Linked DNA regions of Mus musculus: regions 1, 2, 3, 4 and 5 are each linked to region 6. A link is a contact called in public Hi-C and promoter capture Hi-C data. All regions are on one chromosome and are shown on one strand. Each heading gives the region's core, a stretch centred on a gene start, on an enhancer-like site or on the middle of the called end of the contact. The rest is flanking DNA. Distances are from core to core; before and after follow the strand shown.

Region 1 (4,883 bases), core at 550-3,049, 1.4 Mb before region 6:
AGTATAAACTCGTCTTCCTCCAGAGTTAACACAAGTTACTGTAAGTCAGTAACATGACTGCAGAGCTGAAACACAAGTCCTAATTTCATGTCAAGGCCAGAAAGCAAGGTAGCAATAATGCAAATACACCCAAGGGTATGGGACAAGTCAGACCTTCATTTGGGGGAGGGGGGTTAATAAGCTCCAAAGCCAGATACTTCCACAGTCATGTAAGAATTCCTATGCCTCAAAAGGTTGCTATAGGGTGGGGAATGTTCTTAAAATACCTGCCACAGCCTTTTCTTTTCCTAATTTTTCTTTTAATGTACATGGGTGTTTTGCTTGCAAGTGGGTCTGTGCACCCTGAAACTGGAGTTACCGATGGCTGTGGAATTGAACTTGGATGCTCTGAGCCATGTAGAGGGACCCAACTTGTATGCAATTCCCACCAGGACAGCAGCAGGGTGGTAAGCCTCTGCTGTGATCTGATTATACTATGACTTCATTAAGTCATGACTGATTTTCACAAAACAGGACTGAGCATCCAATGAAGTCATGAATGTCTTTCCAGAAATATTTGAGGAAAGCCATGCTGAGCATGAACAAGGCTTCAATGTAAAGGGGACAGGAGTCACTTCAGTGACTATTATAAGTCCAGCTTTATAGCTCCATACAGTTAAAAAGAATGTGGTGTGCTTAGTCTCCTAGTAAATTGGGTAATCACTTAATGAATATAGTTAATGAGAACAGTAATAAAAATTAACCTGTGTGGATATTCCCTCTATTCCCAAAGCCAGCGATTTCTTTCCTTGAAAGGTATAAAAGTGTATTCAATGAAAAGTACAGAAGGCTAAATGCTGAAGTGTTCCAATGAGAGACGGTGGGGAGGAACAGACCTGGGCTTCACCTTTCTGTACAGCATAAGGGGCTGACTCTTCAATTAGTCTGAACATTAAGAAAGCGTTAAGCAGCAGCTTTCAGAGGAGTGTTACATTAACCGGGTGCGAGGAATGACAAACTTTAATACCAGAAACCTGCTGTATTTCTGAACGCTGCTGTCTGGAGAGAACAGACTACACCAGTCAATTGCATTCAGGAAATAAATTGTCTTAACTCACTGATAGTCCTCCACTAGACGAGCAAGTCCAGGGGACAGAAAAGAAGCTGGGTACCCGAAGTACCGCACCCGGCCACAGCCAAGATCCTCTTGGGGTGCGGAAGGAGGTCGCCAGGGGACCAAGGGGTCGCCTTGGGCTCCAGAGCAGCCACGTGGGCGGTGCCCCACGCTCGGAAGCTTGTGCTGACGTGTCCGAGAGGACACGCGGACAAGAGAGACGGCGGACCCCAACCTCTCCGCTGTCCCCCTCCAACACCTGCCTTTCAGACAACCAGACACCTGGAGGATCCCTAACGCCCTCAACCTCCCCGCCCCTCCCCAGGGATCCCCGATCGCCTCAGGCATCCCGCGTGAGGTTCGCCGGCTCCTCCCTCCGCTCACCTGCACGCCTAGGTGCGCAAGCCGCGACTCCAGTTCTGGCTCCAGGGCCAGAACGAAAGAGCTGGCTCGTGATGTGGAGCCGCCGCCCGGGTGTACCAGGACCACCTCAGCCGTCACCTTGGCTAGGTGGCTGCTCAGGTCCACCGTGCGCTTCACGTCCTCGTTGACCAGCGGCGGAGCCTCCGAGGAGGCGCTGCCGGGCGTCGGGGCCAAGGCCCCGAGACATAGCAGCAGCAGCAACAGCAAGGCGACCGGCGACTCCATGACCGCGAGCTGAGCGCCACCGACACGCGCCCCGCCCCCCCGCCACGGCGCAACCGCTGATTGGCCAACAGCACCACAAGATGGCTGGGCCCGGTCAGAAAGGACCCCGTCTCCAGGGCAACCGGGCGATCGTGGGGCGCCTGATTGAAAATCTTAAAGTGCAGGCGTACTTCTTGGGGCGCTTAATAGCCGTATTCACCCCTGATTTCCTTATATCCTGTCTGTTTCCTTCATGCTTATGCAAAATAACTCTGGCCTCTCAGCTCAAAAACAGTATACTATAGCTTAGTCTAAGGAACTAACTTTGCCTTCTCTATAGTGATACGAATGCTAAGTGGGCAAAAGTTTAAAGGAAAATGGGAAATTTCCAGAAACTCAAGTCTCTCCTCTAATATTTAGTTCAACCATTAATGTGAGTGATGGCAGAAACCTTAAGCAACTAACCAAGGTTGATGATATTAACCTCAGATACCTGTTGACATTTATCACAGTTGTAGGAGTCCAAGGCGAAGTCACTGGCAGGACTAGCTGTCTGGTGAGGGCTGCTATTTACTACCAAGGTGGCACTTTGACATTGCATGCCTTCTAAGGAAGGCATTGCATATCGTCATATGACAGAAAGGCAGGAAAGGGTCTCTCTGAGGCAAGCCCTTTTACAAAGGCATCTTGCAGATGGATTCCTCTAGTGCTATCATCTCCCAAAGTCACACTGAAGAATTAATGACCAAAAACAATGAACTTCAAGTGAGCAGAGAAACTGTAGTCAGTGTACTGATACACCTGACAAGAAAGCCAGCTTAGTGACGAAAACATCCAATGGCATTTTTTGGGCCTTGAAACCATATATATATATATATATATATATATATATATATATACATATATACATATATATATGTATGTATATATGTATATATATATATATGAAAAAATCTACAGATAAAACTTTGCTCCCCTAAAGTTCCCTTTTTTCAACCCTATAAAATCTCCAAGCCCCCTGCACAATGGTTGTGTACAGTCTCCACTCCCCAAATGAGAATGCGTCCCAATGTTGTTGCTTGAAGGATGTAATTCGAAGGTAAATTTTGGGAGGAGATGGAAATATTCAAACATTGATACCAGCCAATGAGAAGAGAGAATGGAGGGCTGGCCATGCTCCTCCCTACAAAGCAGAAGTCAGGAAATTAGCACCTGCAGGCCAACAATCTATCTGTGTCTATAAAGTTTTATTGGAACATAGCTACGTTCATTTGTCCGTAGCTTATGATTGCTTTCACAGTACAACAGTAACAGTAGTGTAGTTGCAAACCAGACTATATGGCCCAGAAAACAAAACTACTTACTGTTTGCACGCGAGTACATACATTATGTATGCAGAGACAGCTTAGTGGTTAGGAGGATTTGCTGCTCTCTCAAAGGACTTGAATTCTTCCGGTTCCCAGGCTCACAACTGCCTGTCAGGCAAGGATCTGATGCCCTCTAACCTCCACAAACATCCATACACAGATGTTCTTCCTTCTGTTCCTCTCTGTCTCTGTCTTTATCTGTCTCTCTGTATCTCTTTCTCTCTCACATACACACACATAAATATAAATTTAAAAATAAATCTTTTTTTAATGCTATCTGGTTGTAGTAGTGGTACATGCCTGTAATGCTTCAGTATTTAGGAGGCTAAGGAAAGAATAAAGAATAAAGAACATAAAATACTTTGCCTTAATGTAACAACAACAATAGAAAGTCTGACCACACTATTAACACATTCACCAGGGCAAAGCTCTGCAGAGGATAGCAGGGGCAATATAGTAGCCATTTAAAATAACACTCCAACATCAGAGACAATTTTTCTTCAACTCTTCCAAAATTAAAAATTATAGAGTTAGGTGACTGGAAAGGAGGCTTAGCAGTTAAGTCCTCTCTTGGATACTCTAGTAGAGGACCAGGGTTCAATTCCCAGGACCTGCATGGCTTCTCACAACACTAAGTCTGGTTCCAGTGGATCTAAAACTGCCTTCTGTACTCCACTCACACTTCAAGGATGTGGTGCATGGACACTTATGCAGGCAGAACACTCAGACACATAAAATAAATAGATGTTTAAAAATAACAAAGTCATTATTGAGAGTGTTAAGAGGGTAACTAGGGAGATAGCTCAGCCAGTAAAATTCTTGCCACTTAAGCACGAAAATCTGAGTTTGATCCCCAGAACTCATGGAAAAAAAAAAAAAGCCAAGGACAGTGATGCAGCCTTGCAATCCCAGCACTGGGGAGGTAGACACGGGGAGTTTGCTCTCCAGCCTAGCCTGCTTGGAGAACGTCAGGCCGGTGAGAGATCCTGTCTTGAAAACAACGTAGACAGCTCCCGAGGAATGACACCTAAAATTGTTCTCTGTTTTCTATCCGCACACATGTATACACACATGCACAAAGGGAGGTGTGAAGAAAGATTGAGAACAGCGCTTGCCTAGCATGCTGAAGGAGATTAGGGGCGTGGCTCCCTACTGAAGCAGGTGCTTCACATACATAAGGCTGAGGGTTCAAGCCTCAGAGCACACTCACATAAGCACCACTGGGGAAAGCAAGCCCCAGAGTGGAAGAAAAGAACGGAACACATCAAGCAGAAGGCTTACACCCAAAACACTAGAAAAATACAGAATAATAAGAAAGTAATTGACTATACAGTAGAAAAACAACCAGAAGAATCTGAATAGGCAGGCCTAAGAGAATGCGCAAGAAGTAGCTCAGTGAGCTAACATTTGTCTCATATATACAAGGCCTGAATTCCATCCCAACGTGGATGTAAATAAATAAATAAATAAATAAATAAATAAATAAGATTTCATAGGTTCCAGTCCATGATTGGTTCCTAATCCTTTTGCTTTGGCTTTGTGACAACCCATTATGATACAGCAGAACTGATCACGTTTTATAGCCAGGAAAGAAGAGAGAAGAGGAGGGTCTGGGGCTCCAGTATCGCCTTTGAAGGTATCTTCTCCATGGCTTTAAGAATGCCCAGCTAGCACAGTTCCATCACCTACCAACAGTGCCAAGATGGAGGTTGTGTGCTGGTTAGTTTTTTGTCAATTTGACACAAACTCAAGTTACATGGGGAAAAGGGAGCCTCGGTTGATGCATCGTTCTCATC
Region 2 (4,799 bases), core at 1,059-3,558, 1.4 Mb after region 6:
CCAAATTTAGATATAGCCACAGAAGCAATTTATACATCGAGGTGGAGTCAACCCCAAGGTTTGGAAACACCAATAGCTTTAGGAGGTATATCCTCAGAGGTGTGTGGCTCAGTTATCGAGCCAGAGTGAGACCCTGGGGCTTCTCTCTGGAATACAACTGGAGTTGCTGGCAGGAAACAAAAATAAGAATTGAAGATAGGCGTGGTGGTGCTGATCTGGAGTCCCAGAACTCTGAAGGGAAAGTTAGGAGGGCTCGGGAGTTCAAAGCCAATTTATGGTGATTTCAAGGCCAGCCTGTGCTACAAAGACCCTATCTCAAAATTAAGTTACTAAAGGGCCTGGAATAGTGGAGAATACCTTTAATAGCAGCACTTGGGAGGCAGAGGGAGGACGATGCTTCTTGTGAGTTTGAGGCCAGCCAGTGTTACACGGTTAGACCCCGTCTCAAATAGAAAATTTAAAGTAAGTATAATCAGATAGGAAAGCTCAGTAGGTAGAGCAGGTAGCTGCCACAGAGCCTAATGACCTCAGGTGATCCAGTGAGAACTGAGGCCCAAGGATTGTTCTCTGACACCTTCTGCCCCCCGCAGAGACAGACAGACAGAAAGACAGACAGAATAAAGTAAAAGATATACCCCAGGATCTAGGAAGGGAGGACTTTTGAATTCTCTTTCTTCTCCCCTTCCGATGTTTTTAAAGTTTTATTATTATATTTGGTGTGAGAGAGTGTGCTACGGTGTACTTGTGGAGGTCTGAGAACAACTTGCTGGAATTAGCTCTCTCCTATCACGTGAGTCCTGAGGAGGATCGAACTCAAGTTGTCAGGTTTAGTGGCAATGAAGACACCTTGTTGCCTACTGTTTTGTTTTTGTCCTGAGTATATATGCATACATTATTAAAAAATATTCTAAGCCAGGCAGTGGTGATGCATGGCTTTAATCCCAACCCTTGGGAGGCAGAGGCAGGTGGATCTCTGTGAGTTCAAGGCCAGCCTGATTTACAAAGAGAGTTCCACAACATCCAAGGTTACACAGAGAGGCTCTGTCTTGAAAATTGAAAAAAAAAATCTAATTTAAGGGTAGGCTCTGAAAGTTAACAGAAAAAAGTAAAGGCTCACCATGTAGCCCAGGCTGGCCTTGAATTTGCCTTCAGAGTCCTGGGATTATAGGCTGTGCTACAACAGCTTCTTTGTTATGCATCTTAGGTAAATTTATCTAACCTATAATTCTGCCTTCTGGGAAACCAAATTCACATATAGGGTGGCTCTGAAGAATGAGTGAGGTCATGCACAGAAAGCTCATGAGTCAGTTGTTGGCCGACTCTTGCTGAAATTCAGCATCCATAATTATTAACCATTATCTTAATAATGAAACAAGTGTGCTGGCAGTTCTCAGAACACAACACACAGTAGGCAAGTATGAATGGATTTAGAGGTGGAAGATTAGTCCTGTGGTAGAATGCTTGTCTACTACCAACAAGGCCCTGTTTGCCTTGTTTGTATATAAGGCTAATGTTTTAGCTAGCCTGGAACTCACTATGTAGACCAGGCTGGTCTCAAACTCAAAAAGATCTTTCCTCCTCTGCCTCCCAAGTGGAAGTGCTGGGATTAAAGGTGAGCACTACTACACCTGGCCACACAAAAGTTTTAAAACCAGTGGGCACGCCTTTAATCCCAGCACTCAGTGGAGGCAGGAATTTAACAATTCGAGCCGTAATCTACATAGCAGGTTCCAGGAGAGCCAGAAGAGACTCCGTTTCCAAAAAAAAAAAAAAAAAAAAAAAAGGGAGTGGGGGAAAAATCAAAGCAGAAAAAGATTGTTTTAAGTCCCACTCCAGTGATTTCCCAGCGGCGGCTCTAGGTCATCACATATATGTAGAGAGTTGAAAATGGGAGCGCATGTGCGATTTAGGGGGTCTCTAGAGTAGGCATCTTATCTACCCTCAAATCCACGCCGAGCAGAATGGATCTTCGAAGCAGCGAGGGCTTTCAGGAGTACAGGAGCTTGCAGAAAACCCTGACACTGTCCAGGTAGAGCGCGGTGGATAGTTATGCAGAGAGGTTCGGCTCTCTAGCTTGGAGTCGCTGCCTAAACGGGGCGGGGCCATGGTGGTAACCACGCCCACCTCTCTGCAGAGGCTGCAAGCGGCCTTCGTCCCTAGCCCCCTCCATTTCTTCCTTTGCAGTTCCGCACTGTGCACAAGCGAATCCGGTCGTGATTAAGGCATGGCCAGATCTCAATCCTCTCCCCCAACACACGCAGAGGCCGCGCCCTTCTGCACCGGTCACCTTTTAGAAGAGCAGCGGGAGCTTGAGGTTCCCCCAGAGGGGCTGGGCCAGTGAGAAAGCCCCGCCCACATCTTTGCAGAGGCCGCGCCCCTCTCTGGGTTTCTTTAGCTCTTAGGCAGCTATATGCTGGTGGAACTGGGGGCGGGGCCTGGCCTGGGCCTAGGCGGGGCGTGACGTCGCGGGGCGGCCGGCCGCCCGGGAGGCGGGGCGGCGGGGAGGCGGCGGCCCGCTTGGCCCAGGCCAGCCCGCAGCTGCGGCGGTCGGTGCGCTGCAGGCGGCGCGGGGGAGCCGGCTCCTGACAGCATCCCGCGGCTGCCACGTCTGTCACTCTGTCCCAGGGTCCGCCATGGCTCTGGTGCGGGACCCTGAGCCGGCGGCCGGATCCTCCCGCTGGCTGCCCACGCATGTCCAGGTGACCGTGCTGCGGGCCAGCGGGTTGAGGGGCAAGAGCTCGGGCGCCGGCAGCACCAGCGACGCGTACACGGTGATCCAGGTGGGCCGAGAGAAGTACAGCACCTCGGTAGTGGAGAAGACGCAAGGCTGCCCGGAATGGTGCGAAGAGTGTTCGTTCGAGCTACCGCCTGGAGCCCTGGACGGCCTGCTGCGGGCACAGGAGGCAGATGCGGGCCCTGCGCCCTGGGCCTCCGGCCCCAACGCCGCCTGCGAGCTCGTGCTCACCACCATGCATCGCTCACTCATCGGCGTGGACAAGTTTCTGGGCCGGGCAACCGTAGCTCTGGACGAGGTCTTCCGCGCAGGCCGCGCCCAGCACACGCAGTGAGTCTGGGGCGCTGGGAGCAGGGACAAAAACGGTTGAAGGCCTAACCGGGCGGGGCTGGTTGGGACGTCTGGACCCGGTCCTCCCACTCAAGGACACAAACCCGTATACTGTTTGTTACTTCTCATTCAGCCTTCTGCCCTCCCCAATTCCCCCTGACTGTCTCCCCAGCAGCCTGGTGGGCCTGGAAGGCCTGATGGAGTTGGTGTAGTGACCAAGCGTTGGCAGTACATGGCCAAGGAAAGTTCGGAATGGGATTCTGAGGCTGTGGGAATTCAAGAAGGGAAATTTAAAGACTTCAGGGTCTGCCTTCTTTTCCTCAAAGAGGTGACTAGCCTGTAGGTAGTGGAGAGGAAGTCTCACCTTGTAGAAGCAGGAAGGTGAGGTGTTATCTTCCAAGGCAAGATTGAAGGGAGACACCCCAGCCTTCCCAGGGGTTACACAGGACACTTGGCCTTTGAACGTTCAGGGATACACCTCACCGTATAGACGTACTCTGTGACTCTGTCTTAGGGTACCAGGACTGAGAGCATTGGCCCACCTCGGAGTAAAGAAGGGTACATTTGAATCAGCTTGGGTCAGTGGGACAGTGGTTATAATGCCCTCAGTTCTCCGGATTATTTTCTCTAGAAAGGATAGGAAAAGTTCTTATTGTTTTGTTTTGTTTCGAGACAGGGTCTTTCTACGTAGCGCTGTCTGTCCTGGAACATGCTATGTAGACCTGGCTGCCTTTGAACTCAGAGATTCTACTGTCTCTGCCTCCCCAATGCTGGGTTCAAAGGCCAGAGACACCAAAGCCTGGGAAGGGTAGGAGGTTAAACATTTATTTTGTCAGAGTGTGTCCTTTGTAGGGTTAAGATCAAAACCTAAGATTTGTCTTTGCTGTGGTGGCACACACCTTTAACGCCATCATTTGAGAGACAGAGCTGTGTGTATTTCTGTATTCCAGGCCAGCCAGGCTACACAGAGAAACCCTGCCTTGAAGACCAAACCAAATAAACAAAATAAAAGACCTAAGACTTGGATCACCTTTTCCTGTTTGGGCCAGGGACCATGTAGAAGTCAGTCCCCAGGGCTGACCACCTGCTGTGGCTTGCTTGGGCCAGTTAATTTCTAAGCCTCCTGGGTGGGGTCCCAGAGAATGGGTGCAGAGTGGTGTCCCTCCGTAGGAGAACTGCTAGGCAAGGTTTGCTGGTTTTGAGTAAGTCAAAGAAGGCTTGCTGGAGAGGGATGAGCCTTCAGCCTGGTGCAGACGAAGAGGAAAGCAGGCTTTGAATAGAAAGGATCTGACCTTGAGCAATTTTTTCTTTTTTCCAAAACATGACTAGGGAAGGGCTTTCCTGGCTGGCCCACTGTGGCTGGGGTGGGATAGACCTGGGCACATTCCAGGCAGGGCTGTGACCTGACTTCATCCTCCCTCCCCTGGCTTCTCTCCTTCCCTCATGACTTGCTGTTTAGTTGCTGGGTGTGGAGTCATGAGGTATAACTTGGTCCTTGTTTTCTTCTTTTTCCTCCCTCTTTTGTGTCCTCACCCTCCTTCCTGGTCCAGGCCGATCAGGGGGCTGGGTGTGGGGTGGAATGCTCTCTTCTGCTCCCTTAGCTCTTTCCTTTCCCCATTGCCATAGCCCCATTACCCTTCAGCTACTCTGGTACATTATACATGGGGTAAGCATTAGGGCCGGGTGGACTGAAAGGGTCAGGTGGGGGAGACCAGCTTGCAGGGAGAAGCTTCTT
Region 3 (4,891 bases), core at 2,304-4,803, 1.1 Mb after region 6:
CGCTCCAGGCCAGCCAGGACTCCATAGTAAGATTCTGTCTCAAACACAAAACAAAATTTCCACGGGAGGAGAAAGACACCCCAAGCTCTAAGAAGCAGTATTTTTCTACTTCAATTAGACAGGTCACTGTAATACAGAAAAACAATTTTCTCGTATTAGGTATGGTAAGTGGACTAATTTAAGAATTCCTCCACTAGACCTAAAGAAATAAATTTAAATATTCATGGCTATTAAAATAAGTCAGAAGAAAGTAAGTTAGGAAAGGTCTTCAAAAGTATAGCTTTCACTATGGTCTAGATGTAGATAACATACTACTTAAAATTTCTAGCCCAGACCACTTCTCTAATTTTTAAAACCAAATTCAATCTATCACCCACCCAGACAATTCATCACCTGCTCAAAGCCACCACAGATGCGGTCCATCTCAAAATCAGCACAAGCATTTACTCACTAACCTAATACCTGGACACTACCCTCCACATCCAATCCACTATGAAGTACCACGATTTTGCTTTCTAAAAGTTAATGTTATTTTGGGATGGGTGGTGTATGCCAAGTTATTCTAATCTCAGAGCAAGGCTATTTTGTTTTGGCCTCAAAGCAGGCTAGGTTTCAAAGCAAAGGCCCTGCCTCCTTCAGAAAGATCTAGCTTAACAGGCCCTGGCTGCAGCCTGTCTCAGAACATACTGAAATCACTGTCTCCACTCTTTAATGAGCGCACTAGACCATCAGAAATTTGACCCCCTGTGACTCATACCTTCAACTGCACAGTCATAAGAAAACAAAAAGAGAAAGAAAAGAAATGCACAAGGAGTCGCACCAGACAAGACCTAAGCAACCAGAGAGCAGCACCATGACACTTGAACAGTGCCAGAAAAGCTCCCCACTAAAGAACCTAAACTTTCTATTTCTGCCCTTTTGGCTTGTGAATTCATTCACAGCACCATGTCACCAGCCCATCAACCCTGTTTCTGGCATGACAAACATCTCGAAACAACCTATTTCTCCTATTCCCATCAATTTCCCCATTCTATGTAAACCAAGCTGGCCTGGAACTCCAGACCCACCTGCCTTTGCCTATGAATCGGAGGTTCCCAACCTATGGGCCTCTACCCCTTGGGGGTTGCATATCCTGCATTTACTTTAGGATTTATGACAGTAGCAAAATTACAGCTATGAAGTGATTTTATGGTTCAGGGTCACCACAACATGAGATAGAAAAGAGTCGCATTAGGAAGGTTGGGAACCATTGCTCTAAATGCTGGAATTAAAAAGTATACGACACCACACCCTGCTCACTTCCTTGTTCTAAAACCCTTTTTGCCTGACAGCATTGCCCGGGTCCTCTAATTACTGTCCTTCACTTAGTCAGGCTGCTCGAATCCCCCTTGCTAGCACAGCTAGCTACACTATTAATTTTCTTGCTGGAATACAAATCTGATCACAAACTTCTTTATTGACTTCCCAAAACTCCAGAGATAAAGCCTCAAAATGCCTGGCATAACACATAAAGCCTTATAGTCCAGACTCAACTCGATGGCCTTCTTTTTCTTGAAAATGTCATGCTTTAAATGATGTGGTCCAGCAGTAAGTACAATGTTTGCCTAGCTTGCTTAAAGGCCCGGGTTCAATCCTAACCCTATAAAATAAAAAATAAAAAACAAATGTAAAATGTGAAAAAGTCACACTCTTGCTAACCAACAGTGCCTTGTTTTATCTATGCTTTGTTTAACCCCTTGTTTACTAGCCTTGCAGTCTTCAAGGTAACTCCCCAACCTCACTGACAAGTCCAGGTTACCTATTTCATGCATTCATTTTTTTTATGCATGCATTTTTGTATATAGCAGTTTTACTTATGAGATCATGTGAATTTTATCTGCCTCCCTCTTTAGAATGGGAACACTAGGAAGGCAGCAGTTTAGTTCACCATGATTTCCTTAGTATCAAGTACAAGGTAAACACTTAAAGTATAAGCTGAATGAATTTAATACCACCTAGCAAGCAAACATCATGTATTGCTTTTTGACAATCACAGTCCATACTATCACTGTGATAATGAAATTGTTCTGCAATTGCTTTGTCCAACGTGACAGCCACTAAGCAGGTCTATTAAGCACTTGAGAAGTGTACAGGATCACTGAATTCCTAATTTTATTCATTCCCCTTCCCCAATACTAGGGCTTGAAAACTCAAGTCCTTGCACACACTAGGCAAGACCTCTCTACCACTTAAATACACCACCAGCCTTTCTAGTGTTACTTAAAACTAATTCGTATGTAAAGAACCACACGTGACCATACTGACCAACAACGCAGTTCCTGATAGTTAAAAAGCATTAATAGCACGGTTAGTTTCAAAATGATCTTGGTAGGACCTCTGTAAACTTGGCTCTTCCTCTATTTGGTCCTAACTTGGTGCTTTCTAATTTTCCAGACCAGAGCTGCCTCACAAGCTTTCTTTCATTCCAAGTTCCTGCCACTGGCTAGGAACCTATTAATTGCTACAAGTGCAAAGACACACAATGGGCGGGAAGACACACAAAAGCTCACGCAGAATACTTAACCAACAATAATTCCTAGTGGGGGGGGGGGGGTGAGGGGGGGATGTTTCTTGCACTTCAATAAAACTAAGGTGTTAAATGCTAAACGTCTCTCCACCAGTTAGCTATTCCCTAGACTCCCTCCCCAGCTCCCACCTCCTGCCAAAGAAGCCTTTCTAACTGCTCGCTCTGGGAGTACCGGCTCCCAGCGCCATCTGTCTTATCTGCCCTACTTTAAAAACAAAAACAAACAAACAAAACAAAACGAAAAAAAAAAAAAAACGGATCCACTGAGAGGCGCAGGAAACACGGAGCTGTCAATGTCAGGAAGAACCTAAGACTACAAAGAACCTGCCAGCCCCACAAGCAAGGTGTACAGTCCATAAGCAAGGCGACCCGCAGCGCGTAGGTCCCGATATCCTGGACCCAGTTCAGTAGCTCAAGCATCTCTACAGTCGCTTGGCCTCAGCCCCGCTCCTCCCCACAGCCCAGCTCCGGGCTACAGAGCCGCTTCTCACCTCAGTCTTGCCCAGATGCTCCACTGGGGTGTACCGGAGCCGCGGGGACAGAGGCGGAGGCGGAGGCGGAGGCGTGGGAGGGGGCAGAGAGAAAGCACTGCCAGGACGGTCGGGGTGAGCCTGCAGCCAGGCTTTAGCCAGCTCGTCCTCCTCTTCGTCCGAGCTCTCCTGCCGCTGGGACTCGTAGTTAAAATCCAAGTCGGGCCCCGCCTCTTCGAACTCTTCCAGTCTCCCACTCTCCTCAGAGGTCAGGGCCTCCTCGGTCGCCGCCGCCGAGGCGTTCTCCACCTCTTTCTTCCCCTCCTCTTCCTCGCCCTCCTCCTCCTCTTCTTCCTCCTCCTCCTCCAGCTCGTCAGGCCACGGCAGGTCCTCAGGCTCCATGTTGGCCTCGCGCTCCAGGCGCCTTTGGAAGAGGAGGAGAGGGGGAGGGGCGAGGAAGGGAGGGGAAGCGAGTTGACTGGCGGTTGCGGCTGCGCGCAGGCGCACCTGCCCTCACTGCCTCACGCGGGGCGGAGCTGAGAACCAGCCCGCGCGTTGCTAGGGACGCCCCGCGGGGAGCGCGGGAAAGCCGCAGAAGAGCGTCACTAGACCTCGCTCACAGTACCGTATGCTCACAATAAACCTAGTCCGGGCTTTGGGGACGCTAGGGGTCCTGCACAAAGTCACCCATGATTTTTTATCTCTTGCCCTAGAATAAACCAATAATAGTCACGTTCGCAAGTTACAAATTTTAAGGTTAGTGCCAGTCTACCTAGCAGTAGTGAATCTAATGGGATGAGTGAATAGTTAAGAGAGAGAGGGAGAGAGAGAGAGAGAGAGAGAGAGAGAGAGAGAGAGAGAGAGAGGGAAGAGAGGAGAGATAGTTGGGATCTGACTAAACCACAAGCAACTGTGTGAGAAGCGCCTATAAAACGAGGTTAAGAAACCAACCCCGGCCTGGAGAGATGGCTCACGGATTCAATTCCTGAGTTCAATTCCCAGCAACCACATGGTGGCTCACAACCATCTGTAATGGAGTCTGGTGCCCTCTTCTGGTGTCTCTGAAGAGAGCAATGGGAGTGTACTCATGCATAAAATAAAAGAAGGTGGTGGCGCACGCCTTTAATCCCAGCACTTGGGAGGCAGAGGCAGGCGAATTTCTGAGTTCTAAGACAGCCAGAGCTACACAAAGAAACCCTGTCTTGAAAAAAAACCCAGAAATATTAATAAATAAATAAATAATAAAATAAATAAATCTTTTTTTTAAAAAACGAAAAGAAAGAAACCACACACACACACCCTCAGGGCTGAAGAGATGGCTCCACCAGTAAGGCATCTACACCACAAACTGGAGTTTGATTCCCAGAACTCACATAAAAGTGGAAGGCAAGAACTAACTCCCCTAAATTGTCTTTACTGAGTGCACACACAATAGTATAAAGGTAGCTGGATCAGGTAGTACACGCCTTTATTCTCAGCACTTGAGACGAAAAGGCAGGTAGATCTCTGAGTTCAAAGCCAGCCTGGCCTACATAGGGAGTTTCAAGACACCCAGGGTGACATAGACAGACTGCCACAAAAAAAAAAAAAAAAAAAAAGTCTTTAAAAGAGGGCAGGCAGCATGGCTTAGCAGGTAAAAGCACATGACCCTCCATCCTGCCCAACAGGCTTCCAGTAGCAACGCTGTACCTCTTAAACCAACTGTGAAACGAATCATTTCTAATTCAAACCATCACAGAGAGACATTTGTCCATGTCTCCCCAGAAGAAGCCACAACACTGTGCCTAGTGTCTGGAACAGCCTCTGGCATTTAAGGAGCTGCTCAGCGAACACTGTCAAGAGAGAGCAACAGAGT
Region 4 (4,410 bases), core at 82-2,581, 1.2 Mb before region 6:
CCTAATACTAGCCACACTAGCAAATACAATGAATAAAGTCCCATCTTCCTGGACCCAGGCTTTATAAACCAGCACTCCATGTATGTTAGTATCTGACAGCAGGGCTGGCAGGTATTCCTGACCAGACACAGGCATGGTGGCACTTGCCTCTTGGAGTACGGCACTCTTCTCCAGGTGCTGGAGGGGGTTGGAGCCTCCACCTGCAGTGCACAGAGAAGACTGATTACGGTTGTGATCTTGAATGAACTGCTTTTCTCCTTTTTCCTGTGCTGACACAGACTCTCATGTATCGCATGCTAGCCTTTAACTCAAAATGTAGCAGAGGTCGGCTCTTGTGCATCTGATCTTCCCGCCTCGGCCTCCTGGTTTACATGGTACTGTGGATCATACACAGGGCTTCACCCAAGCTAAGCAAGCACTCTATCAACTGAGTTACAGCCCCGAACTGTGACCCTAAACCTGCCAAACACGAGGAAGAGAGAAGGAAGTCTCTATCATCTACCAGAGGCCGTCAAGGCTCTCTCACAGTCACCTAAGCATTCTTTCTGAGCATTTTAGGGTTCAATAATTGGCACTGATCTATGCAACCAGAACTTAAATGAATCTATGTGTCGGAGACAACCAACACTAACTAACCTGTGACTGAGTTTCCCTGACAGCAGATATTACATTAAAAAATTATGCATGCGATTATCTGGTTACTGTCTGGGCTCTCCATCCTAACATTCCTATTGCAGGCATCTAGTATCGAACTTGCTTTAGCTACTGTAATATTATGATCAGTGAGGTGCCTGATGTTCAGTAATTGTAGTTTATTGAATGAATGAAACGGTCAGGGTTATTAACTGTAGGACTGGTTACACCCAGATAGGCAAAGAATTATCGCAGCAAATACCAAGAGGTCGGGTGAAATGCAAGGTAACATCCAGCCTGGGAACCTCCTCTGACAAGATGGGGAAACTGAGGCCCAGAGAGGAGTGTTACCCGCACAAGGTCACGCAGAAATCCTGGCCAGAGCTGGAGAGGGCAAACAGCACGTTTCCTCCGAGAACAGATATAGATGGACCTGCGCACAAGCCCCTGCCCCTCTTGGGCCTCGGATCTGGCTCTGACAGAGGCCCGGAAGAAGGAAGCCAAGGAAGGTCCCATGAACCCCTACGAGGATCTGACCTCCCCAGGTCTTTCAAGGGGCCCTCACCAGACTCCTCGTCCTTCTTGTCGAATTTCTTCAACATGGTGTCAGCGGTAGCTCCACGCAGCAGGAAGATGCTCAGAGTAGCGGTGAGAACAGCTTCTCCCTGCGGCTTCCGTACTCCCGCCCGCCACGTCGCCCTGAGCACTGCACTATGGACTGCGCCTGCGCACTCTGTTGTCTGCGCCTGCGCACAACTGCGCCCACCTTTTTCATTGCCTGTCCGGAGATTGCCAAAACCTAGGTGGAAGAGGGCGGAAGGGGAGGGGTGAGACCCAGGAAAGTGGGCGTGGCTAGACACTGGAGGCGGAGCCTAGACCTGCGGTTGCGGGTGCTCCGCTTCTGCGCCCCCTTGTGGTCCTGTGGCTGCTGTGTTTGCAGTTACCCCTGGCTGAATTTAAAGGGCATTCTGATGGGAGGGTTGCATGCAGCACGCTGACCCCATACATGTTCCCTGCTACTCTTTATTGTCATTTTCCGGAAGTAAGTCTCACTAATAGGTTATTTTTCCGCCACCGGTAAAATGAGCCAATTCAAGTCAGGTTAGAATATTTTAAGGGCAAATTTATTGGGAAGCTGCTCTCAAACAAGTTCACTGGCCCCAAGGATTGAGGCCAGAGGAGTCACCATGACAGAGATGGTGGTGAGAGGGAAAAGGGCATCTGTTGCTAGCCAAGGAACCGATTCCATCCGAGTCTAGCTTTGTAAGGCAATGAATAGAGTTATGTACATTTGTGCTTTAACATTGAGATATAACTGGACATAGCGAGTAATTTCAACACTCATGAGGCAGAGAAAGGAGGATGAGAAGTTCAAGGCCATCCCCCTGCACCAGACCTACATGACTTCCACCTCAAAAAATAGAGCCAATGAGATGGCTCAGCCGCTAAGTTAAGGTGCTTGCTGCCAAGTCTGAGGGCCAGGTTCAGTTGTGAAAATTATTAAATGAGTCTTTTCTACCAAATACTATAAAACTTGTGGTTTGACAAGGAATTCAAATATTGTTGCTGACAAATTGGCCCACAGAGAAGATGAGTATTAGGCAAGGGGAGAGGGTGAGGCAAGCCAAGCCAGATAGTTAGGGGAATTTAGCAGCTCTGACTTGATAGCAATCAGGCCATTTCTGTAACTCTGACTTACTTATTAGAGATCAGGCCATTTCTGTTGCTCTGACTGACTAGCAACCAAGAGCGTCTTTATTTACACAAGTTTCACAGAACAAAGACAAGCTAATGATTATCCAGTAGTACAAAATATGTCTGACTTATCATTACATAACCAGGGTTAAAAGCTCAGTTACAAATAGAAAATATAAACAACAGATTTTATTCTTATTATCTGCCCTATAACACCAATTTAAAGAATCTAAAGACTGTCTCCTCCAAAACAAACACACTTACTATGTGGCAGGCTGCTTGTAGGCTGGCAGTGTTTGCAGTTTTAAAGCACTCCAGACAAACAGGAAATATCTGAATTGGTCTTTTTATGAGCTGCAAAGATGACTATCTAACTTCATTATATGTTTTATCATGTAAAACATGATTAAACATGATAAACATAGTAGAAAATGTTTATTTTAGTCAATATAAATTGTTTACTGAGTTTATTCCTCCAGGGGTATGCCCTGTATGACTCCCTGTCTTTAAACTCCATTTTCAGAGAGCTTTAAGCCTATAATAAAAAAGAGACATTGAATCTGTAATCTATTTTGGACAGAGTTCATCAATTGTCTGTTTGCCCTCCATCAGTTATCCTTCGTGAGTTTGCTCAGGGGCCGATACCCCAAGCCGATTCCTGGAGTAATGGCCTCATGGAGCTATGTGCTTATCTGTGGTTAATGATCTCCAGGGCATAAGGAAGACTTCCAAATAAAGTTAATTTTAGGATTTTTCTTAAAGACTCAGACATAATTCATAATTTTCCCCAGGAAAAGACATAAACTGAATCATAACACATACAGTCCCCAAGAATGCAACATGCAGGGAACAAAACCAAAAGTTAGAGTTAGAAGAGCATCGATTGCAGCAGTTGGCTCGCTCGGCTTTGCTGGAACTGTGTGAGGTAGCCAGTGAGCATGGCTGTACCACCTAGCAATGCTTCATAGTACTTTTTTCTCTTTTTTCCAAGACAGGGTTTCTCTGTGTAGCCCTGGCTATCCTAGAACTCACTCTGTAGACCTCAAACTCAGAAATCCACCTGCCTCTGCCTCTGCCTCTGCCTCTGCCTCTGCCTCTGCCTCTGCCTCTGCCTCTGCCTCTGCCTCTGCCTCTGCCTCTGCCTCTGCCTCTGCCTCTGCCTCTGCCTCTGCCTCTGCCTCTGCCTCTGCCTCTGCCTCTGCCTCCCAAGTGCTGGGACTAAAGGTGTGCGCCACCACTTCCTGGCTCGTATTACTTAATATTATAGACTATACAGATGAAACCAGAGAGTTGGCTGCTGATTCCATTCTTATAAAAACAGCCATTTGGTGCATTAGTCAGGGTTTTAGGTTTTTAAAATGTATTTTTGCCCTGAAGTGAGTGTTAATTTGATGGGAACTCTGCTTTTAAAAAATCACTACTTAAAGCCGAGCATGGTGGTAGATGCCTTTAATTCCAGCACTTGGAAGGCAGAGGCAGGCAGATCTCTGTGAGTTCAAGGCCAGCCTGGTCTACACAGTGAGTTCTAGATCAACCAGGGCTACACAGAGAAACCCTGTCTCAAACAAAAACAAAAGTTCTAATAAAGTTTACTCTTGATAAAGAAATTTTTTAAGATTTATTTATTTGTTTGTTTGTTTATTATATATGAGTATATTGTTGCTCTCTTCAGACACACCAGAAGAGGGCATCAGATCCCAGATGGTTGTGAGCCATCATGTGGTTACTGGGAATTGAACTCAGAACCCCTGGAAGAGCAGCCGGTACTCTTAACTGCTGAGCCATGTCTACAGCTCAAAAAAGAAGTTTTAAGGAAGGAAATAGAAGACTATCTGTCTTCTTTCCTTGAGAGCATTTGGTGTCATCTTGAAGAATCATTGCTTAAGCCAAGATCATTTTCATCTCTGTTCTCTTCAGAGAGTCAGACTTTTGATTCTTATATCTAGTACTTTCATCCATTTTGATTAGTTTTTTTTTTAACATCTTTTGTGGCTAAGTAGGCCATAATACTAATTTTTTCAAAGATTTATTTTATTTTTTAATGTATGTGAGTACACTTTTGCTCTCTTGAGACACACCAGA
Region 5 (4,930 bases), core at 259-2,758, 1.1 Mb before region 6:
TGGGCATTTCTCACAGCCATGGAGTTCCAACTGTTTCAGAACAAACTCTTCTGTTTTCTCCAAGGTTCAGCCTTTGCCTTTCATCTACTTGGCCAGTGAGGCTGCTCACAGGGCCTGTGGAGATGGTGCCTGGGGGCTTGCTTTCTCTGCTTTCCTTAAGTTTCCTCTTCCCTTCCTTACTGGGGAAGTTTTGGATTTTGTCTTGGATTTTGCCTTTCGTTCATGGATGGATCTCAAGGCCCTAGAACAATGTTTGGCTTGCAACAGCCATTATTAAAAAACTATCGAATCAAATAGCCATGCAGGGCCTAAGGGGGCTGTCCAAAGAAGCTAGAGTATTCTCAGCTTTCTCTCATTTTTAGGGATGGGGCCTATTTGATCTAGTTCAAACTGTTTACAGACATCTGGGTCCCATTTCTGTGACTTCAGGTTTCTCAGGCCAAACTTCTGAGCTGGCTGACTCACAGGTTTCCCTTGTGCAGGAGGTGTTTGGCTGGGACCAGGACTCCTGTTCCCAGCCACCCCAGGTTTGACTGGACTCCTGTCTGCTCTATCAATTCTTCCAAATGGAACTCTAGGCCATTCTGCCCTCAAGGATTTTCATTTCCTCTGTCTTCCTTTTTCACCTAAGGGAAGCTGCCTTTACTGTGTGTCACCAGAACTTTCCATTCTCCGAAGAGGGAACATTGAGTTGTGTTCTGCCTCATCAGCCCTTCATTGTCAGCCATAGCTGTCCCCTGCCCCGAAACGACTCTTGCCTGTTCCCCACTGGGTGCAGGCCAGGCGAGGGACGGAGGCATGTCAGTGAGGGGTGGACGTGGGGCCCGGCTGAGAAGGGCATGAGGTTAGGGAATGATGAACTGGCGATTATAACGAGTTGTTGACCTAATAGGGGCCAAAGCCTGCTATGGGGGCGCAGCGGACCGAAGCGGAGTTGAAGAGGCGCGGAGAGCTGAGTTGAGAGGCGTTAGGGAGGAGTTAGCTCCAGGGCTACGAAAAGGTGCGGGTGGATTTCCGTCTTGGATGCAGTGCCTAAGGCGAGGTCCAAGCCAAGAGGCTCCGGAGGATTAGGGCGGGGTAAGAGATGTTAAGGGCGGGGTCAGGACCAAATAGAGGATCAAGGCGTTGTTGACAGCGAATCCGCACCGGGCTTAAGTCCGGGTTAGTGAAGTGCTGAGAAGTGAGAAAGAACGGTGCTGAGGGCGGGATTGGGGTGGTGTTGAGAGAAGGGTCGGAGGCTTTGGCCGTGGTGGGGTGCGGGCGGTGCTCGGAGAAGGATCGGGGAGGTGAGAAGCTTAGAGGGAGTGCTGGGGGGTCGGGACTGTACTGACAGGCTAGGAGGTGTTGGTTATGGGAGGGGGAGACTGGGCGGTCCTGGGGGCGGGACCCAGAGGCGGAGTGGCGGGAGATGGGCGGTGCTGGGGATCAGGGAGGCTCGCCCCGCCCTGAAGGCGGCGCACGAGCGGGCCTGAGGTAGCCGTGGGCCGGCACGGCACCGACGGCTGGCAGAGAGCTGCGGAGGGCCGGGCGGTGCGCTCCCGGGCGGAGCCGAGTCCTCGGGGCTCCGGAGCGGAGCGGGGCGGGGCGGAGCGGGACGGTCGATCGGTCCGCCGTGCAGCTCGTTCAGGTGCCGCCGCCGCTCCACGTAGCCCGGCGGCGGGCCGGCTAGGGCACACGGACCTCGGCCCGCGGCTGTCCTTAGCCCAAGCCGGGCCCTTGCGTCCCAGGACTCCCGCGGAGCCATGGCGGGCCCTGGCCCGGGAGATCAGGACGAACACTACGATTTCCTGTTCAAGCTGGTGTTAGTGGGCGACGCGAGCGTGGGCAAGACGTGCGTGGTGCAGCGCTTCAAGACCGGCGCCTTCTCGGCGCGTCAGGGCAGCACCATCGGTGTCGACTTCACCATGAAGACGCTGGAGATCCAGGGCAAGCGGGTCAAGGTGGGAGGCGGCGCGGCCCGCTGCTTTGCTCCCGGCGGGCGGTTCGCGGCCAGTCCTTCGGCTTCCCCTTCTTTCAGAACGGGCTTGGGCCTTGATGTCCGTGCTGGGTTCAGGTCCGAAAGCACCACCTTGGGCTCTGGGAGTGGTGACAGTGGGCGGCCAGAGCGTGGAGGAGGAAGCCTGCACCCCACTCCCGCCCCCCCGTCTCTCAGCCTGGGGACTCCTTCGAAACAACTTGCGGTGGAAGGCAACCTGCGGGCCGTTCCGTGAGCGCCACGCATGCCGGGACAGACCCTTCCCTGCGCGGCCCTCTGGGGAGCACTCAGCCAAATAACGACATCCCCGTGACCGGGAGGGACCAGGAAGTAGTGGCTGCTAGGACCGGAGGTCCAAAAGTTTTTGTCAGAATTTCCTCCCTGGCCACGCCTCCCCGCGGTCTCTTTTATGGACCCGGTGGTGGAACTCCACTCCACCAGGGCCAGCGCGGAGTTGGGGTGGGGGTGGGGGGCCTCCCCGACTAAGGGTTGATAGAAACCGAAAACTTCATCACAGATACCGGAAGGTGGGGGAGAGAAGCAAACTTTGGCAATGACCCCAGCAGAAACAGCAGGATGTGGTTGTCACAATGTCCTGGCAATGATTTGATAAATAATATTTGTGATGAATGAAATCAAGTTTCTTAACCTAGGTGTCTGTCCTCCCTAAAAAAAAAAAAAAGGTAGCATCCTGGACAGGACACAGCGCTGTTCTTGTGCACAGAGGCTCTTAGTAACTTTCCTGATTTCCACCCTGCAGAAATCCTTTGCCGTTTTTCACGGTTTCTGGTTCACAAGGATCTTCAAGACAGCTTTAAAGAGAACTGGGTGGGGGCAGTCTTGTGTTTTCAGACGTGAAGCCCGAGGATGGGAGTCTTTTGACCCTGTTGCTGGTGTGGCTCGCTGCTCATTTGGGTGGCTGTAGGCCTGTTCTCTGTTGCCCTTGGCTGGAATACTTTGTTCTTTGTTTCTATAAAGTTGGGATAATTTCTGGGTGTTGCCTCTCTCCTGTCCCATAGTGTAGAAAAAAAAAAAAAAAGCAAGTCAACAATCATTGTTTTTATGACCACTGTGCCTCTAGAGATTTGCTTGCAACGTTTTAAACGGTCTTTTGGGTGTCTTTTGGGTTTCAGTGTATTTTGGTTTCCTTGAGGTGGAAAAGGGCCAAGAGCAGGCAGGCAGGTTTAGCTGTTCTGGACCATTCCTTTGGAGCAGGTGGCCAGGGAAGGGCTGCCATGGGTGGAGTATGTCTGTGGTCAAGTTGGTGCCTTCCGATAATGCCAGTAGTCAGCATTCAAAGCGCAGTATGAAAACAGAAACATAAAGACGATGAGTCCCCTTTGAAAAGCTGTTGGCCTGTGCCCAGCATCCCTGTGCTGGATCCCTGTGCTGACTGGCCAGGGACGGGGCAGTATTCCTGTTTACCTGTGAAGATAACCTGTCACCTAGTGCAGCCCTGGATGGACTGTGCACTTGAGCTTAGGTTATGCAATACACTATGGTGCAGCTAGTTAGTTCCCTTCCTGATGGTCACTGCAGCTTTTCCTCCCAGGAGGCAGCCTCGAGGGCCTGGGAGCAGCAGAGCTGCATCTGTGTGGTGATACCTCAAAGCTCTGTTGCTTGTCCTTTCTATAAGCGGTTGTGAGTCAGCTGTTTAATGGTGTGTTCTACAGGCTGGAGGCCATTGTTACTGGTAATTATTCTTTTTGTGGTGTTGAGGGTTGAACTTCGGGCTCTTTGCATAAGCTCCACAAGGAACCCTGTCTCCCACCTGATCTGGGCTTTGGAAGGGTCTGAGGAACCTTAAAGACAGGCCAGCTGCTGTTCTAGCTCTGCTGAGGTTGGAAGTTCCCAGGAGTTGGGAAGGCAAAGAAGGTAGAGGCTCTGCTTCCCCATCGGTCAGAGCAAAACCATCATAATTACTCGGTTCTGTGTTCCAGTTGTCAAGAGCAGAACTATCTTATGTACTTCTGGGTTTCAGTTGTCAGGGAAAAACTATCTTACTCACTTCTGTGTTTCAATCTTACTTGTTTGTATAGAGAGTTCTGCTATAGTGGAAAGCTGAGAATAACAAATTTAGTCAAGTTCTTTTTTTCTATAGTTACTTCCCATTACAACTACTGTGCTATATTCTACTTGAAGAGATGGGCCTGTATACCTCCTCAGCCCTATTTTCTAACCTGTATAGCTCCCTTCTTTAAATAGTCCAGGATTGGATGGCCTTTGCATCTATTTCCTCTTGTCATAGATCCCTGTGTCCCTTAGATCCTTGTGTGGCTATTTTATTATTCGGGTTCTAGCGTGAATACTGCTTTCCCAGAGTCCTCCCCTGACCTCCCAGGTCTTTTTTCCCTATTGTCTATGTGTTTATAGGACTTACCTGGACTTGAAATGACCTGGATTATTTGTTTCTTCCTGTTGGAGATAAGCCCCTTAAAGACACAGATCCCTTTGGCCAGCATCAGACACATATGTTCACTATATGCTTGCTTACTGGTTAATATTTATAGAGGAGACGCTGAAGCCAAGGAAAGTGAAGTAACTGGTTCACCTGAGGTCTCCTGTAAGTCAGGGGCAACATCAGGATCTGAACTCTGGATTTGGCTGCCTTCTGGGTACAGTGCTTACTTTCTGATTCCCTCTGTGCCTAGAAAGGTCGTTCCAAAGTTCTGAAGGCTGATGAATCCAATCAACTATTGTCTCACTGAGAGCCGAGCATGCACTTGGGCTGGCTTGTTTTGTTTTTCCTCTCTCTCTCTCTCTCTCTCTCTCTCTGCCCCCCTCTCTCTTTGTGTGTGTGTGTCTGTCTCTGTCTGTCTGTCTGTCTCTCTCCCTAGGGCTGGCCTCAAACTCACTATGTAGCCGAGGACGCTCTTGAACTTGTGATCCTGATCCCTTTGCCTCTACTTCCCACATGCTGGGGCTTCAGACATCTATCACTACAACCAATTTTTA
Region 6 (4,975 bases), core at 1,215-3,714:
AAAAGTTGCAGATGTACAAAGAACACACACACACTCCTTTGTTCTTTCTGCGTTGGTACTGGGATCACTGACAACATTGCTATGTGACAGTCACTCCAATGAACTTAGATTCAGGTATCAACGCTACCACCTCAGGACTGTGGAATCTCTACTCCAACTTTATTACACTTTGGAGGCATTATTAGGTTCTTTGTTTTGGTTTTAACAGAAGTTTTACCATTACGTGGTGTCTTAGCCAAAATTTTAAGAACAGTGTTTTGTGGCTGAGTGCTTTCAGTGGGCTGTTTTTCTTATCCTTAGGTATAAGTTCAGGGGGAGGGTAGAAAGTCACAATTTTCTGCTCACTCTTGGCTTTTCAGAAGTCCTACTGTGTAGCTAGCTCCTCTAGGCCCCAAAATAATGTCATCTCAGTCATCAACATAATAAGCCAAAGTTCCAAGTGTAGTCTGAGGTTTCTTTCCTCAGTCAGTTCTGGCCTCAATGGGATGCTGGCTTGGGGAAGGGAAGTCAGGGCAGGGGACGAGGGCAGGGGACTGGAATGGGGGGAGGGCACTTCTCTTTTTCTCCATCATCCCTGCTTGTAGCAACAGTGAGAAGAGCAGAGGGGATCAGGTCAGTTCTTGCACTGCCCTTGCTCTGAGGGTGGAGGCTAAGTCCTATGTGGCTGTGGCAGGCTCTTACAGACATTGCCATGGCTCTCCTCAGTATCCAGGGAGCCATTCACCTGCGCTTCCTTAGACAAGACCAATATGGATGTTTTACCCTCTAGGAATTTAGTGACACATGAAGCCACCATGTTACAGTCTAGCTTGTGCATACGCCAAGGCCTCTTTGTTTTTGTTTTTTGTTTTGGTTTTTCAAGACAGGGTTTCTCTGTATAGCCCTGACTGTCCTGGAACTCACTCTGTAGACCAGGCTGGCCTCGAACTCAAAAATCCGCCTGCCTCTGCCTCCCGAGTGCTGGGACAATGTTTTAAGATGACCTCACGTATGTTTCATATTATGTACATTCCTGCGTGTCCCCTGCAGCCACCGTAGTTCTCTTCCTCCCACTTCTCCTTCAACCAGCCTCAGCTACACACCCTCAGAATTTCTCAAACATGAGAAATTCCTCAGTGGCTCACAAAGGACATATACTGCTATAACGGAGTGCAAATGGTGAATTGATGCAGTCAGTTCCGGGGGGGGGGGGGCGAAAAACTGGCAAGAACTCGTAAAGTTGAAAATTTCCCAAGAGCCCGTTTCTGGGATCTGCCTGATGAAGCTTTTGCGAGTGGTGTTCCTGAAAGAGCATCTACGTAGAAATAACTGAAACCCCTTGGCAAGGGAGTAGGCAAATGATGTGTCTAACAATGAGCAGTGACAATAACTAGAGATTCCATTCAAAGTATAGTTTTAGGAGAGGAGAAATCATAGGTTTGGGATGGTCCAATTCCATTTAAATTACATGTCTGAATGTGCAGCAGAAGAGTGGTTATACGTGTAAAGACATGCATAGAAATGGCACAGAGAGGGAGAGGCTGGAAACTGAGAATTAGTACACAAGGGGTTTCTCATTCCCCACTATATATCAATAAAGCTAAAGGGGAGTGAATCAAAGTAAGTGTGATAGAATTCCAAGCCAGTAGTAGGTCCACAGGTACTTGTATTGCTCTGTTTGAAACATTCTATTATAAACATTTTACTTTGAAAGGTATAAAAGGCAGGTATGGTAGCTCAGTGCCTCAACTCCTAGCACTTAGAGGCTGAGATAGGCGGACTTCTGAGAGTTCCAGGGAAGCCTTGGGCTTCAGAGTGACACTTTTCCTTGAAGAAAATTTAAAAAAAAAAAAAAATCGAGGGCCAGGGATGTAGCTTAGTTGGTAGAATGTTTGCTTAGCATTCAAGAAGCCCTGCATCTGATACTCAGCATTTCAGGTCCACGAAGGTGATGTGACACATACATGGCTGTAATCCCAGCTTTCAGGGGGTAGAAACAGGAGATCAAGAGTTCAAGAGCATCCTATACAGTGAGTCGAAGTATGTAGTACGAGACACTGACACAATAAAATAATAATTAAATCAAAACAAGGCAGCAGAAGGAAGGCAAGACCTGGAGGCTAGCTGAGGCTCCAGACTGAACCCGGTCAACACAGCTGGGTGACGGTCATCTATCTAACCGGGCCAGTCGGGTCCTAGAGCCCTGGAAGCAAAGGCCATGTTGGCAAGTCCGTCCTCTTATTAACCGTACAGGGCTGGATGAGACCCCGGAATCGAGGAAGCTTACGGGAAGAACCAGCGACAGAGATCCCGAGATCTGTTAGGCATAAGCACACAGTGCCCACGCCCCTCCGTTGAAGCCGGAACCGCGGAAGTCAGACACGCACCGGGGCTGAGCGCCGCAGGGACGGGCCAGCAGCCTGCGCATGCGCAACCTGCAGCGCAGGCTCCGTCCTCCCGCCCCGCCTTTTCCGGAGGCTCGCCTTGCGCCTGCGCCCTGCGGCGCGCGCTTTGTTGGGAGAAGGAGGGGGCGAGGTCTAGCGAAGCCGGTCCGCTGAGGCGCTACGGGCGGGGCTGAGGATGGAGGTGACTGCGTTCGCGGCGACGGTTGGGGCTGCGCGCGAGGCGGCAGCGGAGTAGGCGGTGGAGATACGGGCATGGCGGGGCGGCCCCTCGGTGCTCCCTAGGCGCCGGAGCCATGGGCGCTCTCAGCAGCCGGGTGCTGCGGCCCGCAGGGCGCACAGAGCAGCCCGAACCCACGCCCGGGGCTGGGGGCGCGGCCCGCAGGTCGGACGCCGGCGAAGATGCGGGCCACAGCTTCTGTTACTGTCCGGGCGGCCGCAAGCGCAAGCGCAGCAGCGGCACATTCTGCTACTGTCACCCCGACTCCGAGACAGACGACGACGAGGACGAGGGCGACGAGCAGCAGAGGCTGCTGAACACGCCGCGCAGGTACGGAACGCCCCGCACCTTGGGGGGCCTGACCCCGGTGTCCTTGACAGGAGAGCGCGGGAGGGTCGGTGCGGGAGGTGAGTGCCCGCGGAGCAGATGGGAGCTGGGCGTTTGCAGACAGACCTAGGTCAGTGCGGGAGCGGGCGCGTGCCGGGCAGACCTGGGGTCAGTGCGGGAGCTGGGCATTAGCAGACAGACCTGGGTCAGTGTAGGGTCTGGGAGTTTGCAGATAGACCTGGGTTAATACGGGAGCTCGCGCGTGTTGGGTGGACCTGGGATCAGTGCGGGAGCTAGAAAGCTTAGGGTTCTGCACATTAAACAGAAGCTTCCTGAGTGTCAGAGCCTCAACCTGAGCCTAAAAGGACTAGCCAGAGCTTCCGCGTCCCTTCCGTAGCAGGCGTTTGCTTTTTGAATAGGATAGCCACGGGAAATTTTACTGTGCATCACTAGCCATAAATCAGTAAAGAGAGGAGCATAGTAGTCCCTGAGATGGACATCTCTCTGTGTTGTCACTAGAGGGACCAGTGATGGAGATTCGCCCAGTTAAGAACAAAGTCTGCTTGTTGAGGTGGGCTGCACTCTGTGTAGGTTGCATAAGATTTTTTTGAGGGAAGAGTTGAAAAAAAAAAATCATTGCTTGTGAAATAGATGTGGCGTATACCAGAATATACTGTGCAGTAAGGATTTTTTTTTTCTCTTTTTAAGGTCACTGTTAGACTCACACAGATGTAATTTTTTAATGAAATTTTTAAAAAGGATCTGCTTATGGACATTGCATTTTTGTTGACAAAAAAAGTGTAGGTGAGCCGGGCGTGGTGGCGCATGCCTTTAATCCCAGCACTCCGGAGGCAGAGGCAGGCGGATTTCAGAGTTTGAGGCCAGTCTGGTCTACAGAGTGAGTTCCAGGACAGTCAGGGCTACACAGAGAAACCCTGTCTAGGAAAACCAAAAAAAAAAAAAAAAAAAAAAAAAAAAAAAAAAGTGTAGGTGGTAGAGTTGGAGCTCAGTGGTAGCGGTAAGATATGTAAATATCTTAGGTTAAAAACTAGGTTAATATAACTTTTCATTAGGGGGTGAATATATTCACAAGATGGATGTTCTAATGAGTTCCAATTCTGAATTCCTATCTGTATTCTGCACTTAATATACTCATTTTCATATGTAAAGTAGAACTATTATTGCCACCTCAAAGAGTTACGCAGATTTTGCAAGGTATTACAATCCTGCAGTAAGCCTCTGGTGGCTGAGACAAGAGCATCAAGTTGGAGGTCAGTCTGAGCCACAAAGTGACTTAAAGGCCATTCTGGGCTGTATCCAGACACCCTGGAGAGAAGAGAGAGGAAGGAAGGGCTGGGAGTGTTGAGACTCTCACAATCTGAGAGTGAGCACAAGTGCAGTGCCCCCCCCCCCCCCCCCCCCGGTTTTAAGATTTGTTTTTATTTATGAGTATGTGGATTTGTGCACATTCCTGCAAAGTCCTGGAACTGGAGTTACAGAGGTGTTGAGCTCCCTAATGTGGGTGTTGGGAATTGTACTTGGGTCCTTTGGAAGAGCAGTGTGTGCTCTTTACCACCGAGACACCTCTCAGGCCCCAGAGTGCCTGTCTTTGTGCATTTGGTATTAGAACTCTTTGATGAACAGGCTCTTATGTCATAAGACATGCATCCTTCTTCAGCCTTAGTGACTTAGCCACTCCCACTTACTTTTGGTAATTGTCTGATGCACCTTTTTAATCCTTTCCAACCTACATCCTGTATCCCATCACCCAACCACCCCTAAGATTTCCCAGCCCATATCCCAGGGCCTTATCCATTCTCCGGAAGCACTTTACTACCAAGCTGGATCTTTTCCACACCAGTACCATCTTTTCACTCTTTGCATATGCACTCATGCACAGTTGTGCTTGCATGTGGAGGCCAGAGATCAACAGTGGATCTTTCTATATTCCCCTCCACCTTACCTTTTTATGAGTCTCTTTATTAAACTGATTGGCTAGTCTAGCCAACCAACAAGGTCCGATCCTCCTGTTCCTGTCCTTCTACCT

Evidence for each region. Promoter capture Hi-C pulls out the DNA fragments that hold promoters and counts their contacts. Hi-C and Micro-C count contacts between places; a contact is called where the count stands out from the background.
Region 1: a contact with region 6 is called in a promoter capture Hi-C map of pre-B cells, with 6 times the contacts expected there. The contact joins the promoter of Rpn1 here to the promoter of Gmcl1 in region 6. A contact is called at or near these places in 3 of 39 promoter capture datasets (erythroid cells, liver and pre-B cells).
Region 2: a contact with region 6 is called in a promoter capture Hi-C map of neutrophils, with 4 times the contacts expected there. The contact joins the promoter of 4933423K11Rik here to the promoter of Gmcl1 in region 6. A contact is called at or near these places in 2 of 39 promoter capture datasets (neutrophils and pre-B cells).
Region 3: a promoter capture Hi-C map of erythroid cells shows a contact between it and region 6, with 3 times the contacts expected there. The contact joins the promoter of Alms1 here to the promoter of Gmcl1 in region 6. A contact is called at or near these places in 2 of 39 promoter capture datasets (erythroid cells and pre-B cells) and 1 of 115 datasets of contacts at active chromatin or transcription factors (astrocytes).
Region 4: a Hi-C map of CD4 T cells shows a contact between it and region 6, with 6 times the contacts expected there. The contact joins the promoter of Copg1 here to the promoter of Gmcl1 in region 6. A contact is called at or near these places in 2 of 484 Hi-C or Micro-C datasets (B cells and CD4 T cells).
Region 5: a contact with region 6 is called in a promoter capture Hi-C map of pre-B cells, with 3 times the contacts expected there. The contact joins the promoter of Rab43 here to the promoter of Gmcl1 in region 6. A contact is called at or near these places in 5 of 39 promoter capture datasets (the 3T3-L1 cell line, hippocampal neurons, liver and 1 more).

Annotation. Positions count from the first base shown.
Region 1 is chr6:88,081,389-88,086,271 of GRCm38.p6, reverse strand. Rpn1 (ribophorin I) reads right to left here and starts at 1,799. Exons shown (of 10, transcript NM_133933.4): 1 at 1,478-1,799. The coding sequence starts at 1,741.
Region 2 is chr6:85,372,363-85,377,161 of GRCm38.p6, reverse strand. It overlaps 4933423K11Rik (a long non-coding RNA gene), which reads right to left and starts at 2,308. Exons shown (of 4, transcript XR_869208.2): 1 at 1,940-2,308. It overlaps Rab11fip5 (RAB11 family interacting protein 5 (class I)), which reads left to right and starts at 2,528. Exons shown (of 6, transcript NM_001003955.2): 1 at 2,528-3,064. The coding sequence starts at 2,634.
Region 3 is chr6:85,586,193-85,591,083 of GRCm38.p6, reverse strand. Alms1 (ALMS1, centrosome and basal body associated) reads right to left here and starts at 3,553. Exons shown (of 23, transcript NM_145223.2): 1 at 3,058-3,553. The coding sequence starts at 3,438.
Region 4 is chr6:87,884,861-87,889,270 of GRCm38.p6, reverse strand. It overlaps Copg1 (coatomer protein complex, subunit gamma 1), which reads right to left and starts at 1,331. Exons shown (of 24, transcript NM_017477.2): 1 at 1,199-1,331; 2 at 148-200. The coding sequence starts at 1,235.
Region 5 is chr6:87,808,357-87,813,286 of GRCm38.p6, reverse strand. Rab43 (RAB43, member RAS oncogene family) reads left to right here and starts at 1,508. Exons shown (of 3, transcript NM_001039394.1): 1 at 1,508-1,940. The coding sequence starts at 1,743.
Region 6 is chr6:86,730,867-86,735,841 of GRCm38.p6, reverse strand. Gmcl1 (germ cell-less, spermatogenesis associated 1) reads left to right here and starts at 2,464. Exons shown (of 14, transcript NM_011818.3): 1 at 2,464-2,931. The coding sequence starts at 2,678.